Linked DNA regions of Zea mays: region 2 is linked to region 1. Evidence: chromatin contacts called from public Hi-C data. All regions are on one chromosome and are shown on one strand. The core of a region is the stretch at or near the end of the contact, and the rest is flanking DNA. Distances in the headings are between cores, read along the strand shown. Region 1 has its middle 65 kb from the start of LOC100273397. Region 2 holds the start of LOC100283532.

Evidence for each region. A called contact is a pair of places that touch in the nucleus more often than the background predicts.
Region 2: a Hi-C map of ear shows a contact between it and region 1, with 2.6 times the contacts expected there. The contact joins the promoter of LOC100283532 here to the enhancer-like site in region 1. A contact is called at or near these places in 4 of 25 Hi-C or Micro-C datasets (ear, leaf, tassel and 1 more).

What each region holds. Positions count from the first base shown.
Region 1 is chr4:125,341,337-125,349,065 of Zm-B73-REFERENCE-NAM-5.0, reverse strand. No RefSeq gene overlaps it. Among protein-coding and RNA genes, the nearest start is that of LOC100273397, 65 kb to the left of the region's middle. Within about 2 kb of position 4,370, at least 14 of the 20 cell types and tissues checked have an H3K27ac peak or open chromatin away from gene starts, as enhancers often do. A contact at or near this core is called in ear, leaf and tassel, where this site is marked.
Region 2 is chr4:125,437,002-125,444,730 of Zm-B73-REFERENCE-NAM-5.0, reverse strand. LOC100283532 reads right to left here and starts at 5,112. Exons shown (of 5, transcript NM_001156432.2): 1 at 4,843-5,112; 2 at 4,714-4,746; 3 at 3,315-3,543; 4 at 2,326-2,446; 5 at 1,648-2,208. The coding sequence starts at 4,957. The coding sequence ends at 1,939.

The DNA of each region.
Region 1 (7,729 bases), core at 3,121-5,620:
TTCATGCTCTTTACTATGATGTCATCAACATATGTCAAAACATTCTTGCCGATCTGAGTGTGGAGAACTTTGGAAGTCATCCTACTGAAGCTTCCTCCAGCGTTCTTGAGCCCCTCAGGCATCCGAAGATAGCAATAAGTTCCATTAGAGGTTATGAAGCTTGTTTTGGGCTCATCTTCCTTCTTCATCCAGATCTGATGATAGCCTCAGTAACAGTCTACCAGGATCATGAGCTCCGAAGTGGTTGCCTCATCTATTAGAGGGTCTATTCTTAGCAAGGGGAATTCATCCTTCGGGCAGGCCTTGTTGAGATCTGTGAAATCAATACACATTCTTCACTTTCCATTGGCCTTCTTTACCATCACAGTATTGGCTAACCATTCTGGGTATGTTACTTCTTTGATCACTCCAGCACTGAGGAGCCTTTTAAATTCATTTCTTGCACCTTCGGCTTTATCATCTGACATCTTCCAAAGCTTCTGCTTCCTTGGTCTGACAGTTGGGTCTACATCGTGAGAGTGCTCTATAACATCTCTATTGACACCACAAAGATCATTGGCTGACCAAGCGAAAACATCCTTATTATTGAAGCATAGACTTTGGGACCCAAATAGAGCTTTTTCTTGTTCCTCAGATAATTGGGACCCAAATAACACCTTCTATTCAGCTATGTCTTCACACAAAAGCATAGACTTTGGTTGATCGGCTGAAGCACTTTATCTCTTATGTATTTATGCTGTTGGTGAGCTTCGGCTTCATCTATATTGTGAATGGCCCTAGAATCTGTCCAATTCCCTTCGACTCTTCTAGCAGCCTCTTAGCTCTTCCATGCAAAACAATAGGACCCTGATCAGATGGTATCTTCATACACAGATATGCTAGATGAAGTATTGTTTCGAAAGCATTCAATGTCCCTCGTCCATTGATTACATTATAATGATAATCTATGTCCACAATGTCAAATACAACTTGCTCTGTTCTGGTGTTGTGGACATAGCCGAAGGTGATTGGCATTGTTATTTTCCAAGTGCCATTATCTGTTTTCCTCTGAAACCACACAGGGGGTGTGTTGCATCATGTATTTTGTCATCCTGCTCTCGCATTTGTCTGAAGGCTTTTGCGAAGATAATGTATGTTGCACAACCCGTATCTACGAGGATATTGTGAACCAAGAACCCTTTGATAGCACATGATATGACCATGGCGTCATTGTGAGGGTAATCTTTAAGCTGAAGGTCTTCTTGAGAAAATATGATTGGTATATGAGACCATTTGGACTTGATGAAGGGTCCTTGCACTCTGACATGTTGTACTCTTCTTTGTGCTTCCTTCTTCTGCTTCTTATTGGCTGGTTTGGAGCTTGAACCGCTTGTGATCGGGAACACCAGCTTCGTGGCCGAAGGTGATGCAGCTTGATCACCTTGTGAAGCCATTATCGTGGTCGTGAAAGTGAGTTCACCGAAGGTGGGCGCCAATGTTGGTCACATGTTCTCAACTACTATGAATCAAGAACAAGACAACATAGTTGTTAAACATTAAGGACCTTCGTCCTTCGAAGCATTATCTCCTTTCAGATATAATGATCTCCAGACGAATGTCATGAAGAACATGTCTTCATCATTCATAAAAATAAGGATTTATGTGCACGAAATATAATGTACATTCACATATTTATTCCATAATAAATGTATAAACATTATCAAAATATATACTACATTGATACCTTTGGCTTGTTTGAAGGTGATGACGCGAAAGCAATTACAGTCCGGCGTGAACAGTACGAGGGTACTGTTCACCTATTTATAGGTACAAGACGCAGTCCGAGTAAAAATACATTTATGGCCTTAACATGTACATATGATCCTAATACAAAACATCAGGATTAACTAGTCTTTTCCTCTCCGACTCAACATTATGCTTGACCTTCATTGTCACCTTAAGCCAAAGCTATCAACCTTCGGCTTTCTCACACATGTTCGTTGTAGCTTTGGCATTTGATCTTATCGTTTACAGACAATATCTTTGTCTTGAGGACCTTCGGCAGAGAAGAAGACCCCCCAACACCAGGCAATCTACAAGTTGATCCTTCGACATTGGAGATAAACCAAGTTCAAGCTTCGGATAACCCATGTTATCCATCATTTCCGGCAAACGTCTATCTCTTTATTGTTTGGCAGGCAGTATAGGTAATCATCTTCGTCATTTCCTCCATAAACCAAAGATCCTCGAGGATACTTCAGATCCTTTGCATAATATAGCATTTCGGCAATTTGTTGTTTGGATAAGTGTTTCCCCGGAGCATGGCGAACAATGTATCCAAGATCGCCAAGAGACGCCACTTCGGGTATTGGTAGTGCTATCCTCTTTGGTAGGCTTTCAAATTCTTGTTCTAAAGGTTTAGATTTCGAAGGTCTAGCTTTAGCAAAAATAGCAGGAGCAGCTTCGTCAATAGTCATTTTCAACTCCTCAGCCTTGTCTTTGGAAATCTTTGTAGGAGTAGGCGTCGCCACCTTTGTGGGCCTCAAAACAGCGTCTAGCATGTTTGCCATTCTTTTCCCTTTTTTAGGAGTTCCCGCTGGGACAATTGTTGTCTTTGGTTGTTCTTGTATCTTCGGCAGATCTGGCATCTTCGTCTCCATGACAGATTTAGACAATTCAGTAGAGGATTGCTTGATTTCCTCTTGCCCCTGTTCAAAAATTTCAAAGGATTTAAAAAGAATGCTAGCAGGGCAATTTAAAGTTGAAGCTAAAAATTGTTACCTTCGAAGGTAAATCACTCACGGTCTCAGTAGCTGGCAAAGCGGGCAGCTCTCCTGTTCTCTTCGAATAATATGTTTTTGACCGATGAGTCAGAATCTTTATTTTCTTCTGCTTTGGCGCATTAGAAGAAGCTTTTAATGCACTCTTCCTTTTTAGCCCCCTCTTCCGAGCAAGGAAGAAGTAATCAGGGTAAATAAGCCCAATAGCATCAAAGACTCTATTTAATCTCCTCTTTCCTCGGGTACCAAAAATAGAATTCATAGCTTCGTCTTTAGCTTTGGTGTAGGCCCCTAATAGTTCATCACTTGTTGCTTCGATGGCATCAAGCCAATCATCGTCTGGCTCACCAAATTGATTTATGTACCGATAAGAATACTTCAAATGAATTAAACTTCTTTTTCTAGCATTCTGGCTTGTATCAGCACCAGCATCCTTTGGCATTTCCCATTCGGCAGTCAGGGGCCATACCTTGAAAGCTATGTCGTCTTGCACTAAGTCTATAGTGTCGATGTAGCTGCACACAACATTGAACGCTGCTAGGCAGACTTGAGATTTTTTTGTATTCACGATAGTTGGTCTCTTTAACCCGAAGCTCGATTGCATGTGCCACTGGATCACATCCTTCACGTCGTTCCTTTAACTTAGGTCATTCTTCACATAAAATCATTGCTTCATCCACAAACCTGGCCATTTATTATGAAAAGTTGGCACAGGATATCGGACATTTGATCGATACACAAAGGTGAAGCAACCAAAGTTGTTGTGATATTGTTCTTTTCTAGTGGCCTTCGTCTGATAGGATAATTCATGAATATTATAGAAACAATCAACATCTGGTTCTAGCCCTTGACTCTTATGGCCTAGATGAAAATTCAGATTTTTATCAAAGCTTCAGGTGTAAGCTGATGAAGAAAGATTTCAAACTTTTTCAAAACTTCAACCAACATCTTATGCAAAGGGAACCGCAGCCCAGCTTTCATGAAGCTTTGGAATACCATCACCTCATTTTTCTCAGAGAGAGGAATAATGTTTTCACCTCCGATCCTCACTATAGATACATCATGAAAATACTTTCCCTTCATGACCTTCATTGTGTAATTCTCTCTATACAACACCTTCATTATAATTCTCTCTGAAGAACCGAAGGTGCAATTGTAAAGTTAATTTACAAAAAGGGGAATACGTTATTGATATATCTCAATTGAGCTATTATGTTTAAACTCGTTTATACTCCTTGCATATTCATTTATTCATATTGATAAATCATGATTTATTCACCTAACAATTAACCTTCATCTCCAAAGGAATCACCCCGAAGGGATGACTTCTTCGTGACAAAGGTTGTCTATCTTTTTAATATTATGTTGTCTTGTTTTTGATTGTGTATAGCAATCGATAAAGAGTGATCAACAGCTATGCCACCTCTCGTCGCCCACTGCCTGTCGTTGTATAGTTACCCGTTACCGCAACCGCTCGCCGCTGTAGAACCATCTGATGTGTCCGCCTAACGTATTTCCGTCCATTCCGCCTGTCCGCTGTCAGCTGTGCCGTGAGCCCACGCTACTGCCAGCTGCTCCCGCCCCCTGTCGTATGGTTATCCGTCGCACGAGCAAGGGTTGTGGGTGCGGCCTTGCATCTTGTACGATCTCGGTCTAGTAAGCAGGAGAGGGGACATCAGTGGGCCATTGGGACTTGGGCCACTGTGTCGTGGTTTGTGGAGACAAGTTTCGTATTTGAGAGTTGAGGCATTGCATTTGGCCAGATAATATTCGGGTAGTAGGTCGGATATATCCGATAACATATCCGGATATCAATTGTATCATATTCGTATCTGTTATCTAAAGTTAAATATTTGTATCAGAATCTAAAATCCAGATATATTGCGGATATCGAAAAAACTATCCAACCGAATAATTAGACTCTTCAGACGATTGGATACTCGGATAATATTTATACCATTTACACCCCTACATGTATGGTTGCTGGTAGCTTGACGCACGACGCTTCCTCGCCTTCCTGTTCTGGGCTGCGACACAAGCGACGAGGGTGAGTAAAAACATATTATATACTTTTTATTTTATATAAACAATTTTTTAATACACATTAAGTGTTTATTAATAATATATATACACATTATATTTATGTCTAACAATTATTATTAGAGCCGCCTCTAAAATGTCAAGACAGTCAGTGTGCATATCTATCCTATGAGCTACAACTTATACCTAAAAGTACACGCGCAACTAAAGAATATAGAAGGCGGCCTCCAGCGAAGACTTTATGTTCACTTCGAATTAAAGCCAGTTGTACACTGTAGAAGCAGTACAAGCCGGTACGGATTAAAGCCATTACAAACTGCATGTATTTCTACAGTTACCGAGGCAGCAAACATGTAATAGTCTTTTGCATGCTCGAGGCAAAAGGATAGTGATTAAAAAACAAGGTAAATAAAAGAGAGAAAGCGTGACAAGAAGACATGAAGCATATCATCCTCCGTGTTCTGATGATGATAAATAAAAAAAGAGAGAAGGAATCAAAAGAAGAGACTCGACGAAACGAGTCAACACTCAACAGTCATCCCATCCAGCAGCAGTCTTGGCTTGATTCCCGACTTGACCCCCGGCATGCCGGCCGCCGTGCAGTGTGGTGCACGCACTGCACTGATGCCAATAGGATTGCTTTGTCCCCCTGACAACTGACAGCACACCACCCGGCAGTCCAGCCGGCACGCAGAAGTTAGCCGTACGCGCTCCGTCAGAAACAACAGGAGACCACCGAGACTCCGGTCAAGTCAGCTCGTGCTATTGAGGATCCACTCTAGGCTTCAAATTTTGGCACAACAGCAACCAGTACAAAAGATCTCTATTTTAACTTGCCGTTTCAGTTATCGCACGACAATAAAAAATAAATAGATAGATCCAACTTAAGAAACCACCAGTAGAAACTTATTTCTACTAACAGTTCTCTTAACACAATCACCAGTGAAAATGGACTATTTCCCTGACGGTTGGTGTAAGAGAACCGCAAGTGAAAATAAGCTATTTTCATTGGCGGTTGTGTTAAGAGACGGAAATAAGTTTCCACTGACAGAACCACCAGTGAAAATAAACAGGTGGACAAGATATGTAACACATCGCTGGAAGGGGAGAGCACGAATAGTGGTCACCGACACCCTATAACCGCGGTGTGGTGCTGGTAGAAAGCAAGCGCCTGGAGCAGATTTCCCTGGGTGCGTTCTTCTTGAAGTTGTTTATTGGTTGCGCCCAAACTTAGCTCCTTTACTTTTTTGGCTTATCATTATTAGTACTTTACATTGGCCTGTAAAGCTTATTTAAATATGCATCGTGTTGCACAACATCTTAGTGCTTTGTTAGATTCGAGTTGCACAACAGCATCTTCATGCTTTGTTATTTTCAATATGTAAACACATGGGGATTGTTTCGATGGTACCATTAGCCAAACAACATTAGAAAAATTGGTAGTCATATCTCCACTGTCCAAGCAACATTGTAGTTATGGGTAGCCATCATCTTTTGCATTCGGATTGTTAGAATCATTGACCAACTTGGAAGTCATCACTATCGTTGATCACCATGGCCACCACTCCTGGGGAATTCTTTAGCAAGGGTCTCACAGAGTAGTCACCACCATCCCCACCTAACTTCCCTAACCTTCTCCAAAAGCCCAATAGCAGCAAGGAGGGCCAGCACCATGTCCCTAATGTGTTGACACTCTCTTACGTCTCACACCTGCTCAGAGGACGATGATATTGATGATAAGCTCAATGATCACCCTGTGCTACTCCAGGTGCAGTAGTCCATTGCTCAGATTCTCTTCCCGACACACATTATTACACACAAATTATTTCGAGTACCAAGATAGTAACTCATTGAAAGGGAAATTAGGTAAACCATTTAATTGGAGCAAAGAACTTGAGTGTGCTGAAAAATGGTGCACCGGACTGTCTGGTGTGCCACCGGACACTGTCTGGTGCACCAGGACCGTACGACTCCAAACCAGCCACTCTCGGTAATTCTAGGGCACGCTCCACTATAATTCACCGGACTGTCCGGTGTGCCACTGGACTGTCCGGTAAGCCAGCGGAGCAACGGCTCCCTGCGCGCCAACGATCACCTGCTGTCGTGAACAGTGCATGTAAGAAGTCAGAGCGCAGAAGTCAGAAGGCACCGGACTGTCCGGTGCGGCACCGGACTGTCCAGTGCAGCAAGACGACAAGGCGCTCCAACGGCCAACTGCTCCAAACCCTAATGGATAGCTGACGTGGCGGAGCACCCATCGCTAGCAGCCTTCACCGACGGCTATGGAAGTGGTTGGGGGCTATAAATACTCCCAACCACCTCATTCATATCTATCGAAGCATTCCAAACACCTCATTCAATACAAGAGCAAAAGACTCCACTCCAAGACACATCAAATAGATTGAATCCTCTCTAAGCGTCCAAATCAACCCAATTCTATTAGGGACTTGAGAGAGGGTGTTTTGTGTTCTTTTGTTGCTCTTGTCGCTTGGTTTGGCCTTTTTCTTTTCCCTTCTATTTTTTAAGTGACATGTAATCGAAGCAAGAGACATCTAAGTGTGTGGTTGTCCTTGCAGGGTCTAAGTGACCCGAGAGATTAAGGAAAAGGCTCACTCGGTCTAAGTGACCGTTTGAGAGAGGAAAAGGGTTAAAATAGACCCGGTCTTCGTGACCTCCTCAACAGGGACTAGGTTCTTTGGAACCGAACCTTGGTAAAACAAATCATCGTGTTCACTCGCCTTGATTCTTGTTTGATTTGTTTTCCCCTCTCTAACGTTTCATTGCTAGTGTGAATTTGAGTTGGCTCCCATACGTTATCCGCAATCCTTGAGCAACTCCTAGCAAGAGAGATATTCTTTTGGACTTGAATTTAATTCTAACGCTAACCCCGACTTCTGGTGTGAGTTTAAAGTTACAAATTTCAGGTTTCG
Region 2 (7,729 bases), core at 3,863-6,362, 95 kb before region 1:
ACCAAGGGGAAGGACAAGAAGAAGTTTTACAAGAAAAAGAAGGGCGAGGCACACATCGGTAAGGAATAGGACTGCTCTTCATCCAACTTTGACAATGAGGAACACGCCACCTCCGCCTTCGACAAATCAACTCTCTTCCCCCAACAAGCGTCACACCTGTCTCATGGCTAAGGAGAAGAAAGTATTTACTCGAGATACACCTAAGTATACTTCTTCTAGCGATGAGGAATCCGACGATGGTGATATTGATTTTAGTGATTTATTCAAAGGATTAGATAGATCTAAAATTGCTAAAATCAATGAGTTGATTGATGCTTTGAATGAAAAGAATAGATTAATTGAAACGCAAGAGGATTTACTTTTTGAGGAGCATGATACGGTTGTAGAATTAGAGAAATCCCTTGCATTAGAATTAAAGAAGAATGAATTGCTATCTGCTAAATTATCTTCCTGGCATTCATCTATCTCTAGCCTTAAAACTATAAATGATGATTTGAATGCTAGAATAGAAAACTGAATGAATGACATGCTTCTAATTCATCCATTAAGCATGTTGTTATTTGTAATATATGCAAGGATGTAGATGTTGATTCATGTGTTGCAAATATTGCTATTATTGCTAACTTAACTGCTAGAATTGAAAAATTAAATAAAAAGGCTAATAAAATTTACTAAGGACGCCTACATCATTCTCAAATATTTATCGCCCACTAGTTCATTTTTGAATTAAAACGTGACAAATTAAAAAGAACGGAATGAGTAATTTTGAAGAGAAATTCCTCGTTAGGAAATTGAAAATCAGGTCTCCATTGTCATCTCTATTCTAATAGCCCCTAACGTCCAAACTTGGCGGAGGAAGAGAAAGGAATGTTCTGGCAGAGGGTGACAAGGAAGTGTCACTAATTCGTTATCTCTGATCACATCTTTCTCCACCCTGTGAGGAGCAGCACTTGCTACGTGGTTATCGGCGAAGTAGCTAGTGGTATATGTAGAGGTGATAATAAACCCTAAGTTTTATACTATAAAAAGTAAGAATTTGATTGGATTAGGATCCAGCTCTATTCTTATTTATTTTGGAACTAGAATTAATTAAGGCTTTACATGAATTGTGAAAAAATATTTGGATCGTGATCCATTACCACCTCTTCGTATATGTCACCTTGCCTGAGCAGCGAAATGAATTACGATGTTGTTTTGTTCACGAAGCGAAATGAATTACGGTGTTGTTTGTTTCACGAAATGTAACGTAAATAACAACGATAATGATTCACGCTCGAATACCAACGATAACAAATTTGAATAGACTATTAATTTCTAGTCGGTATCAGATTACGGTTGGTCTTAAACTAACATAGTTTAACGCTATCAGTTAATTATCACGTTACAAATATATAAATCAAACAACACCTACATTGTTTACTTACATTGTTTGTTGTTTGAGCTCGCTCATACGGGGGTTAAAAAATGGTAAATACTTTTTATATGGATTACATCATTCTTTCTATCATTAAAATGCTATGCCTCCAGGAGGAACATCTATGTGACTGCGGTGACGATGGACTCAGCTCAGTCAATTTCTGCGCACTAGCTTCGCAAGTTCGCCACAATAATATGCTCAGGTCAGGTGCAAGCCGAAGAAAATTATCATACACGCTAAACATCACTGAATTACTGAACATGTGTTTCCAAACTCCAGCAGTTCATCCGACTCTACGATGACAACAGTCAGCCTGCTTGCTAACACAACACGTCACCACTAGCTACCATGTCCATTACTACCAGTGTACAACACACGACGAGAAAAATACAACAGCCAGCACACGCACTGGTCCACTAAACAGAGGAAGTGATTCTAATGACACAGTTTCACACTTTCACTGCTCCTAATGATTCTAAATGCTTCGTCAAGTGGGAGCGAGTCCTGCCCCAGGGCGCCTGTCATTCCCGGCTCCGCTTGGTGCTGCAGCTGGGACACTTGTACTGCTTGATGTGCTCTGCCTTTGCAGGGGTGATGCGGACACACTTGCCATGGAACCACTTCTCGCAGATATCGCAGCAGATCCAGAACTCCCCATTCGCATAGCTTTCCCCACAGGACCCACACAGGTACGCCTGGTCCTCCTCTGCGTCCTCACGGCCGCTATCCTCCTCTTCGTTTGGGTGGGCTGGCTTCACAGGCTTACTGTTAGAATTGATCTGTTTTGATGGCTGCAAGAGTTGGCACGCCAAACGAGCCAGGGGTTGCATGAACAGCATTAGCAAGATGGTATATAGCACATATACTTACTTTTGATCCACATAGACACACCAAAGATATTTACTTACTTTAGAGTTAGATTTGCTGCTTTTGCTGCTGCCGTTGGGGGCTTTTGATTGCTTCTTAGCAACCCCGGTCACAACTTCATAAACAGTGGGCAGGTTATTAATCATGGTGAAGAGCCTTCTCCTGAAATCCAAATGCTGCCAATGTATTATCATCTCATTTTTCTTGTTCTCCAATAATTACTCGGCGTGTCCCAAATTATAGGTTGTTTTGGCCTTTCTAGGTACATAGCTTTTGCTATACACCTACCTAAATTTTGGAACAGTGGTAATAGCTTTCTTTCTTCTTTTGTTTGGTTTTTTTTTTTTGCTACAGAATGGATAAAACCTGGAACATTTATACATCTTTACATAAATTTTCCAACGAGAGAGGTAGGAGCATCATGAGCAAAAGAATGGAAGATAGATAGCTGCAGATATAATAAATGGAAAATAAAATGGAGATTACCTAATTAAGGGAATCCCATCTCACCTAGAAATGGGACGCCCCACAACTATGGCATAATGGCAGGGAGCCTTCCACTGAGCACAGTCTTATACCTGAACTCTCACATTCCCTACATCATTTCCCTAATGCACCACCACAATACTCTTGCCCACAAAACCCAACGATCCCTCTCCAATGTCCAGTTTCCACGATAGCATCTGATGCCTCCACAACCTGTGGAAGCAACATATGCATCTCCCCACAGCAACTGATGCCTCCAGAACCTCTGGAAGCAAACACCCCCTGCCTCACTTCCCCCCTCCTGAACCATTCCCATAGCAAGACACAAGAACAATATATCCCCCCCCCCCCGGGCCGTTTGCGTCAAGAAAAACATTTTTCCAAAAAAATGAAAATAAATTATAGAAACAAAACTGTGACCAAAGGTATCTAAGTTCCATATTGTAATAAAAAAACATGAAAGGGAAACACAAATACAGTAAAGAGGTGAATAAAAGCACAAAGAAAATGAATTAAACCTTTGTAATAAAAACAATACACAAACCTTGCATCTTTATCAAATCCAAAGCGAGCTCCAAAGTAGAATGCAACAGACAGGAGCCACGCATCACTATGAACTGCAACTAGAGACAACCAGTCTTTTTCAACCATTCCATCACGGGCAAAGTTTATGCCCAGTGCTGGTTCTGGAAGCTCAGGAGGTACTTCCTCAGCTGGAAGAGTAACCTCCCAAGTCTCATTTGGCAAACCATAAAGGCACAAGTTCTCTTTCTCTGGCATAAAAAGGAAAGAAATATGTCAACAGGACAAAACAAAGGAAATGGAATCTGATATGTTCACGTCACTAGTTATGACATGTTACTGAACATCAGTAGACAGCAGAGCAAGGATGCTATTAAAAAATGTTAATCAAGTAAAACAGATGCTGCAATGATGACTAGAAGCCACTTTACTCATAACTGTTTTCCATGAATGTATGTCAGGATTACTTGTGGACATTGAGCAATATTAGGCCAGTCACCATTAATGTCTGCATCTGACTTTTATCTTGTCTCCACTTCACAATTCTTCATACAATTTGTAATTCCTTCTACTAACATATATTACTTCTCATTCTTTTTTCATTCACAGGAGGGCAACCTGGAAAAACCAGGTTACATGATATATCATGTCAAAAGCACTACATCAATTTTGCTAGCTTTTATAGTTTTAACCAGATTTCAATCCTCACAGCAGCAGTAACAGATTGTAGCTCAAAACGGCATCTATCTGAGGGTTTAAATGAATAGGCCCATGGTAACCAATGACAATGAGTACAATTCAACTCTACTGAGGCTGCAACTTTCAGCAAATACCGACATACACCAACATGAGCCAAATGATCGTGTGTCCCATCAAGTGATACTGCACTGTGATTGGTCAATCCCCTTCATTATGCAAGGTACATGGTTTGTTACGTACAACCCAAGCATTATGCATGTAAACGGAAATGCAAATTGGTCAATCCCCTTTATTATGTAATGTACATGGTTTTTTTTACGTACAATCAAAGCATTATGCATGTAAACTGAAATTCAAATGACCGCAGCTGGAGCATATTATAGGACTTTAAATTACATAACCATGCCATTTACCAAGCACTTCCTTTAATTGACGTACTCATCTACGCAAGTTTCTTTAGCTTACGGCCTTGAATTGATGATCTTAACAGATTGGAGGGTGAGATCAATTACAGAATAAACTTACATATCTGACAAAAGTAAAGGGCTAACAATACCACTATTCGTCCTTAAATAATCCGACGAATCTCTAAACGGCAACCGGATCGAGCTCCATAAACAAACGCCGGATCGGCATATAGTGAAAGGCGAAGCTTAGCTCGAAGATAAGAGCAGTACAGACGGACGGGAAAAAAAAGAGGGGAGCAAAGTCGGGCGCGTCACCTGGATCGCACTGCTGATAGAACTTCTCCACATCTGCGCGCACCACGGAAGCAGCTGTAGCATCAGAGAAGCATCCACAAACCAAGAGGACAAACAGGAGGAGGCAGGAAATGCGTGAGACAAGCTGACCCGTGGTGAGTGCCTTGACGATGCCGGCGCGGCGCGCGCGGAAATCGCGGAAGACGTCCTCGGGGGAGCGCGCGTGGTGGTGCACCGCCGCAGCGCCTTCTCTGTCGCCGTCCATCGCTGGCCACCGTGTCCCTTGGCTAGGGTTTGGGGAACCGATGGTAGCAGTGGTGGTGGTGGACTGGTAGTGGAGGGAGCAGAAGAGGATTAGAGAAGACGAGAAGCGCAATACCGCGAGACCGTAGGCCTGCGAGGATTTCAGAGGGGCAATTTGGGAAAAGCGGAAACCACGAGGTGCTCGTCGTCCAAAACATGTTCCAGTTCGCTTTCAAGCAAGGGGCACTGTGGGAGCAAAACTGCAAAAGGATAGTGGGCCCGTGAACTGGGCTCGGCTTTCCGCGCACTACAGAAGCTAGGCCAAGATTAGTCATGGACCCACCTTGCTGATCAAGATTGGCTTGACGGACGTGACGTGATTGGGCCGGTTTTTTTCACCAAATCATGGGCCGCATCTACTGAAAACGAGCCCATTTGAGTTGTTTTCCATGTTCCACTTCCCTTGCCGGATCCGGCTCCTCTTCTTCCGTCGCACTCGGTTTCGTGTTCCACACTTCGCTTTCCGGTTCAGCGAGACTGCTGGGCAATCGTCGGTTCGTCACTTCAATCAAGTGGCGGAGGCGACGGAGCCTGTACTCCTATTAGCAGAGCTCGTGCTCCCACCGTGCCCACATCGCTCTCAAACTCAAAGGTCCATGCTGCTCGCCCACCGTACTCGGACCATCGTCTATTACACGGATTGGGGGCATTCGGTTGGGTTGATTCGATGTGTGCAGTGTGCGCTCTTTTCTTTATGCAGGTGTGGAGGAAATATTTTTGGAGTTTTAAAATTAAAACCATGGTACGAAAAATACTATAATATTTCCTTTGTCCCAAAATAAAATTCGTTTTATGTTAAATATGTATTTATTAGTTAATCTGTGAATGTAATTTGCACGTATATCTGTATTTATTATTATTAAAATGAATGTGGACCAAAAAAACCTAGAAAGAAACATATTTTGAAACGAAGGTAGCATATTTATTGATAAGAGGTGTTTGGCTATCTCGTAAAAAACTCTAGTTATAATGTTATGGTTTTATAGATACCATGATATTTTTGGAGTATTTAAAACTCCACTCCAACCTAAATATTTTATATATGGCTAGCCTTGCATATGTATACTAAATATTATGGTTTGAAATATTTTGTCTCCAAACACGTATTGTTAAGAGTGATGTTAAAAATACTACAGTTGTGTCATGACATCTTAAAACCGTTAGTATTCCAAAACTATTTAAAAATATTAGTACAATTGAAAGTCGCCTAGAGGGGGGTGAATAGGCGAAACCTGAAATTTATAAATTTTTAACACACTAAAGGCCGAGGTTAGCGTTAGAATTATATTCAAATCCGAAAGATTGTTTTTCTTGCTAAGAGTTGCTCAAAGGATGCAGATGACGTATGGGAGCGAACTCAAATCAATACTAGCAAGGAAACGTTAGAGAGAGGAGAAAGGGCAAACAAATCAAACGAGAATCAAAGCGAGTAGACACGGTGATTTGTTTTACCGAGGTTCGGTTCCAAAAAACCTAGTCCCCGTTGAGGAGTCCACAAAGGCCGAGTCTATTTCAACCATTTCCCTCTCTCTCAAACGGTCACTTAGATCGAATGAGACTTTTCCTTAATCACACGGGTCACTAAGACCCCGCAAGGACCACCACACACTTGGTGTCACTTGCTTCGCTTACAAAGCACTTGAGAATAAGAATGAAAAAAGAAAAAGGTCAATCCAAGCAATAAGAGCAACAAAAGAACACAAAACACCATCTCTCAAGTCCCTAATGGAATTGAGTTGATTTAGAGGCTTGGAGAGGATTTGATCTATTGAATGTGTCTTGGAGTAAAGTATTTTGATCTTGCAATGAGTGGGATGTTCAGAATACTTGGATGCCAATGAATGAGGTGGTTGGGGTATTTTAGCCCCCAACCACTTCCTAGCCGTTGGCAAGGGCTGCTGGCGATGGGCGCACCGGACAGTCACTGTGCACTGTCCGGTGCGCGCCACGTCAGCGCAACCGTTAGGATTCAGAGCAGTTGACCATTGTAGACGTTTGTCTTCTTACTGCACCGGACAGTCCGGTGCCCTCTGACTTCTGTGCTCTGACTTTTGTCGTGGCACAGTTCACCACTGTAGCTCTGCACAGTCGACCATTGTCACGCAGGGAGCCGTTGCTCCGCTGGCTCACCGGACAGTCCGGTGAATTATAGTGGAGCGCGCCTGGCAGAAACCCGAGAGTGGTCGGTTTGCTGGCTGTCTCGGCTGGCGCACCGGACACTGTCTGATGCACCAAATTCTAGCACACTCTAAGTCTTGCTCAATTCTTTGATTGAGTCCCTAATTGAATTTCTTTCTTGGTTTGTGTTGAACCTTATGCACCTGAGATAAATGATATCTAGACAAACTAGTTAATCCATGTGATTTGTGTTGTACGTCAACCACCAAAATCGATTATATAAAATGGTTAACCCTATTTCCCTTTCAACAATACCTGTGCGTTGCAATGACAACGAATTATTTTATAAAATATTAGTGCATAACGATTATATAAAAAAGAAAAACACATATATTATCATATACTTCAATAGCATAAATTGTTTTAAAGGGTTAGAAATCTAGAGTCGTGGAACAAATAAGTCTTTCATGCGGCATATATGTTTTATTACGAGAAACAATACTAATTACTAACTATTTCACCGGAAAGACTCGGTTAACTTATTTGATCTGGCATTCACAAGACAATTTGCATGTTCAGTCTGCAATATTTTAAGCTTATTTCTCAGTTAAGTGAG